Linked DNA regions of Rattus norvegicus: region 2 is linked to region 1. Evidence: chromatin contacts called from public Hi-C data. All regions are on one chromosome and are shown on one strand. The core of a region is the stretch at or near the end of the contact, and the rest is flanking DNA. Distances in the headings are between cores, read along the strand shown.

Region 1 (3,493 bases), core at 464-2,963:
ATTAATTGACATCAACATAAAAATACTTTAAAAGAATTTTAAAAGAAGAGGCTCTATTATTTACTGCATGGTCACAGACTGTGCTGTAACTGTTCCTAGAATCACATATTCCTAAGTCAACTTTAATGGGCAGAGAAAGGAGCATTTCTTCCAAGGCTTCTTTGTATTCAGAGTAAAAAAAGCAACTTTCCACTCCCTCTTCTTACTGTTGTTACTAACAAGTAGACATCCAAACTAAAGCAACTAATCTGACCCTGATGATGCTGACAAAGGGATGAAGGACACGAAGAGCCTTGAGAGAGAGATTACCCTAAATTAGAACAGTGAACGGGAGCACACACCTGCCAGACTCTCACAGAAATTAGAGTTTGAAACCTAGGGTGGGCTTTACCATCGACTAGTCCTCTGGGATTCAGGTGCTTTTCTTATATAGATATCAAGAATGTATAAATATCATACACAGCTCATCAGAGAGGGGTGATATGTCTCCTCCTTTATGGTAGGCGTGCAAAGTAAAAATAAAGCTGATAGAGTAGATTGTACTAGTTGTAGAGTCTGAGCACCTCGAGTGGTCATCTTCTTGATGCCCATTTCAATCTCTGCAGAGAACTTCTAACAGGACTCTGATAAAGTTATTGGGAGAGGCCACAACTGCATTTGCAAAATGTAAATAGAGACTCCATATCTGTAAAGTGCAGTCTCTGCAACCTCATGCTTCTTTTGCCTCGTGTATGTGTTGTTTTACATAGGTTCAAGTCAAGCTTGCACAGTCTGCAATGGAGAGGAAAGGTAAGAATTAAAGCCTCTAGCTCTCCGAAATACCTGGTTTGTATTAGTGCACATTAGTGATTTTTCCCTCAAAATCAGCTTTGCATGACACAAATTTTTTCCTACACAGGGACTAGAATTTGTTTTCATTTTCCAGTTACTTCCAGTTGCTTTCCTCTCTTTAATCACTAGGTGGCACCCAAAGAATCAACTAAAACTAGCCCAGGGAGGATTTGATTTATTTGGAAAACAAAACAAAACAAAACAAGCAAACATCTCTTCCTTGTCACTAGCCTCTTAATGTACTCCTAAAATGTAATTCTTCCAAATCCGTTATAACTTCGTTCAAAGGACATCCCGGACATTCCTGTACAGTAAGGCGCGGGTCCCTTTGGGTTTGTTATATAACAAAAGTTACTTCTCCCGTCCTTTTCTTAGTCAGACAGACACTCGGCTCTGCACTGCCTCCTTAAAAGCACTTGACTCACTCCACCCTCTGGGAGAGAATCTTGGCAAATGTCTTTCCTGCCTTCCCTTCTTAGCGTCTGCCTCAACTTGCTGTCAAAGTGTATCCTGAAAAGCCCCTGGCTGCACTGCTGCCTTCCAGCTAGCTACTTCGGAGTTTCAGAACAGTTTTATTTCCTCTAGCTGCTCATGACATGACGATAAAAATCTAGAGAACCAAGTTCTGTGCTGGCTCTCATGAGTCATCATTTCCCTCACTTTGGAAGTGCGATATGTGGGGAGGGGCTCAGTGTGGAGAGAGGGGGTAGGCGTGGGGGGAGGGAGTCGGCGCACTAGGGGGAGGGGGAATCACTAGAAATTATTTTGGCTCTGAACCAGATTCTGACTAAAAAGTTATGAAACCTTTTTACTCATAACAAATTCCGTTCTAAACTTTAAGAAACTCCTCTGTCTACATAATTAGTCAAGAAACAGGCTGTGGGTGTGACTAAGTGGTAGAGTGCATGACTGCATAGAATGCAAGAAGCCATGAGCTCAGTACACAGTACCAGAAAAAACAAAAAACAAAAACAAACAAATAAAAACAAACACACACACACAAAGCTAATAGGCAGGTGCTTTATGGAAGTCTATCATTATAAGTAAAATCCTAAATATGTACATATTTATGTGCAAAGAGATATGTATGTGAGCATGAACATATACATAATACATAGCTATAACACACACACACACACACACACACACACACACATACACACTTGTAGATTGTAGACTCGTCCTCATTTTGACCCAGTCTCACCCAGTCTCAGAGACATTCAACTCTTGCAGATCTTCATGGCGCCCAGCTTTGTGGAATGAGAGTTAGTATCTTTAAAGCAGTTTCTCAACCAATCATTTCCAAACGATACAGCTTTGAGCACAGTGCTTGACAGTAAGCATACCTTATTCTGGCCACCTCTTGCATGTGGCCATTCATTAAGGATGCTTCTCAAAAGCAGCATGTACTTCTTTAGGACTCAGATGTTTCCCATCTTCCAACATACATCAGCAATCCCAAGATAGACATAGACATCCCAAACCTCCTTGCTTGACAAAATACACCTGACATTTTGATCCTTTTTGTTTATTTTGTTGCCTAATAGTACCTTGGGAGACACAACACACTGGCTACCTCTCTGGCTTGTTTTCCTCATCTTCTTCATCCATTCACCAGAACACATATTTGATACCCAGAGAAGCTTTTGCAATGGCCCTTTCTACTATATAACCTTTTACACAAGATTTTACTTGGCCTCAATTTCTACATCTGTAAAAGAAAATTAACAGTAATATTCACTTCTCAGTGTCCTCATAAAGACCAAACAAGTTACTATATGTAAAACTTTTAGAATGGCGCTAGAACTGAATAAGTGCTAGAAATAATTATCTTTCTTTGACTACTGTTTCGATTTCTATTCTATAAAAAACAAAGTTATTTTATTCTTTGCAAAAATTTTTATGACCTTAAGTAAAAACTGAAGTTCACACAAGTATCTTATAAAAGAAATAGCAAAGCTAGTAAGAATTAAATTCAAACACAGTCTAGATAACTTTGAACCTATCACTTTAAGTCTTGCAAAGCACCTTAAATATCTAGATGACTAAAATTCTTACATTTAAAACCAGGAATTTCATCATGGATATTTCTGCCAACTGTAGTGGTATGAGGAGGATTGTGGGGGAAGTTTGAAAAAGAATCAAGTCCCCATTCTTCCAACCATTGCTGACTGGAGCCCACACCCTCTGCACTTTGTAGGTGTTGTTTTAGTTGATCATTATAATTGTCCTGCAAGTAGATATTATTTTCTTTACTTACCAGACAGGAAAGTATCTTAGAAGGGTGACCTATATAGTTAAGTCTTTAGAATCAGCATGTGGCCAAACAGGTATTTAAACCCATGCTATCCTGACTCTGTAATTTGTTTCCTCTGCCACAGGAACTGCTCTGATCCCTTGAGGGAATCTTTCCAGCAGCCAAAAGTCCTGTAGACACATCCCTAAAGCTCCCATCCACCACTCCTGGCTTCCCTCAGGATACAGAAGAATGGAACTTTACCATCTCCATCTATGTCAATCTGTCAGGGTTGGGTAGAAAGCTCCAGTATGCTGGTTAGTGTTTTTTAACAGGACACAAACCTAGGCGTATCTGGGAGAGGGGAATCACTTCTGCCAGATTTGCCTGCAGGAACTTCTGTGGTGCATTTTCTTTGTTGCTAAT
Region 2 (3,253 bases), core at 416-2,915, 220 kb after region 1:
GTCACATGATTGACAGAAGCCTCTGTGTGTGAGCTCTCTATGTGCAGAATTGTGTGCTGAGTAATCAGAACATTCAAAGTTAACAGTAATTTCTTCTTAGTGTGACTCTCTCACTCAGAATAGTATCTGTATTAAAGCTACTCCTACAGATCTAACTCATTATTCATGTGTCTGTGAAATTCTTATAAAACTGTCAAAAATGAAGAAACAAATATACATGTATCTTCATTGTCAATTGCAAATTTCCCATAATTGTGGACAAAGTGACAATAAGGAAAAAGTTGATATTAAATGTTATAATGCAGAAAGTGACCAGATGAGTGCATAGATCCCCATCTGGGAACCATATGCAAGGTTATAAGGTGAGGGTGAGAAAGTTTCCTAAAGAGAGGCAGTGGGTACATGTCTGAGGGAAAATGGAGCATTGTTTTCACGTATCACTTAGAAATTGCATCCTTTCACGACTGAGACACCTGTCACATAACCGCTAGTCTATTTAAAAAGCGACTAGCAGCAGGGTTGTACAATGGATTCATTTTGTTTGAACTGAGTTGGTGGTAAAGGTTGAGGGCCTTTTCTTGGAAAATGAACCTGTGAGCCCAGCAATGAAGAAGAAAGGCATTATCACACAGTGGAGAGAAAAGCATTGCTCAATGCCATAACAAGGTGTGGGTCACTTAATCATCAAATATTTAATTAGACAGAGGTATAACATTTTTTCCTGAACTGATTAGAAATAAAATTAATTGAGAAATGCAGCAACAAAGTTACATTTCCTCTGTTGATAATTTTAAAATTGAGAAATTTCATGGCCTAATTTTATCCTAAAGAGCAGGAGCAGAACAGGCCCTTTTTATAGCAAGTGTTTGGATAAAGATATTAGTGTCACGAAACGTAAGTGTATTTGGAGAATTATTGGAAATATGGATAATATTATGTGTGTTTAAGGGGTGTAACTTTTTTGGTATTCTAAATTAAAAGCCTATAACATTGCTCTTACTGAGATATAATACAATAGCATTTTTAAATTAATAAGTAATTCACAAGCTGGGCATGGTGGTGCAAGTCAATTTCAGCAATAGTGGGGGCTGAGACAAGAGGAGTGACTTGAGTTTAAGGTCAGACTGGGTTCCATGGCAGATCCTGTTTCAAAGCAAAATGGAAACCACAAAAGTGATTTTAAAAATACAAAATAAATGGTAGCTAAACAAATGATACACATTCCAGTCATTTTTATATATAAAAATCCTACAAGGTTTATGGAGTTACAAATAGACAGTTTGTCTCTTAATGTATTCTTCTAATTCAGATACTGATTTGTGACATAGGCAGAGGCAAAGGCCAGGTCTTCATCTCCCTTCTGTAGCTTGCAACCCCACCTCCACCCTTTCTGCTGTAGGCTTTAGGAGGAAGGAGATGTTCTCATGGGCAGCATCCCCTGTTGGTGTGGCTCTCTGTGGAAAGGCACACAGGAGCTTGTGTTGGAGTGATGGTAAATGTGTAAGTTCATAGAAATAAGGGGACTGGGGCTATTTTCTTTTCATATATGCATCTGATGAATAAAGCATTCATTGTCAGAGTGCTGCTGAGAAGAAACAAGCGGCATGATGTTTTCATGAGAGACTCTGCTGCTGCTTCAGGAGGGGGTTGTCTGTTTCCTCTACCACACAGTGCATAGACTTCTGCTGCCCTCTGAGTCACATTTAATTGCATGAAACTTTCCTGGCTGGCTGGCAGAACTTCAGGGTCAGACGCGTAAAAAAAGGAACATTGCTTTGAAAAACTAAAGAGATTCATTTCCTGATTCTATCTTCTATTTAGCAGACACAGCAAAGATATTAGAGGCATTATTATGTAGGTAAACAGTCAGTTAAGTATTTGCAATAAACTCAAATGAAATGAGAGACAGAGAAACCATAGTCCATGCAATTCAGAAGGGGCTCGGGATAGATAATTATTCAGTTATTGAGAACGTTTGATTTTTTGCATAGGCAAGGCAGATGTCTATGTCTTTACATGCTTTAAATTTGGAAACTTTGGTTATCAAATTATTTGGATAATATAGAGAGGAAGAAAACCCATTTCTTCCCTAAGTACTAGGAGTTGAGGAACTGGGTTTCTTGTTGGTCCTCCTGTTCATAGTCGCCAGAGGGAGCCAGAGTTACCTTGCCAATGGTCCGACCTAGGATGCTTCCTTCAATCATGCAAGAAAAGGGGAGACAGGAGGCATCTAGCCCCCTTCTGTTTCCAACAGGCAGGGCAGGTGCAACAGTGGTAGCAGCTTTCTGAGTCAGATATGGCAGGCTTTTATTATGTGCTGATGTGTCTCATTAAGACTTAGAATTTACAAATGAGGCCTTTGTAATTTCCTGTTATGAAGAGTACATCCTGTAATTCATGCAAATTATGCATTGTATAATCTGCTTCTTGGAGATATATTGTGTTTGTAGAGCTGATGATTGCTACCTTAGGCACTGATGTTCTGTTAGAAGAAGCACATGGCAGTAAACTGCTAGGTTTTGTCCTATCATTAGAGTTGTTGTCCCAGGCTCTTTTGCCTCTTCTGGAGGTCTGCAGTAGCCTCCTGATGGCTCTCTGCTTTCATGCTCTCTCTCTCTTTCACATTCAGTTTTCAACCCAAGAGCCAGAGGTATGAACATGATATATGTCATGTTCAGACCTATAGTGACTTCATCCAGGCACATTATCCTGTGCTCCCTCCACTTGTCCCCATTCTTCTTTAAAACATTACTTTTATTATTTATTAGGCAAACTTGTTCCTTAACAATTTCACACATATACACAACGCATACTGAAAATAAACCTAGGCTATTTTTGCTTTTCATGCCCAGGACTATTTTTTATATGATATTTAATTTGCAAGCTATGATATAATTTACCTACCATGTTTATTACTTTTGGAGCATTACAATTTAAACTCCCAAAGGTAAGGAATTAAAAACAGAACAAACCAACAAAAGAAAACCCAAAACCAAAATCTTCCACTTTCAGGTGAATGTTTATCCATGCAAGTTAATTCATATGCAGTGTTAATGCAAAGGAATCCTTCAACAGTGACTTGATGCTCTCCACTGTACCAGCTAAAGCTAAACTAGAAATCACAGCAAAACCAGCTTGGCTAGAGTCTATAGCCCTTATTTATATTATACTAGTTTTCATCTACCTTTATGTAGTTTGACTCCATTTCAGTCACGTATAGATTTATGTGAAGAACACTTTAGTCATAACACAG

The links. A called contact is a pair of places that touch in the nucleus more often than the background predicts.
Region 2: a Hi-C map of Schwann cells shows a contact between it and region 1, with 4 times the contacts expected there. The contact joins two enhancer-like sites. A contact is called at or near these places in 5 of 12 Hi-C or Micro-C datasets (the A7r5 cell line, the Rat2 cell line, Schwann cells and 2 more).

What each region holds. Positions count from the first base shown.
Region 1 is chr2:147,638,963-147,642,455 of GRCr8, forward strand. No RefSeq gene overlaps it. Among named protein-coding and RNA genes, the nearest start is that of Rap2b, 110 kb to the right of the region's middle. Within about 2 kb of position 1,714, at least 58 of the 93 cell types and tissues checked have an H3K27ac peak or open chromatin away from gene starts, as enhancers often do. A contact at or near this core is called in the A7r5 cell line and Schwann cells, where this site is marked.
Region 2 is chr2:147,854,521-147,857,773 of GRCr8, forward strand. No RefSeq gene overlaps it. Among named protein-coding and RNA genes, the nearest start is that of Trnas-aga30, 85 kb to the right of the region's middle. Within about 2 kb of position 1,666, at least 2 of the 93 cell types and tissues checked have an H3K27ac peak or open chromatin away from gene starts, as enhancers often do. A contact at or near this core is called in the A7r5 cell line and Schwann cells, where this site is marked.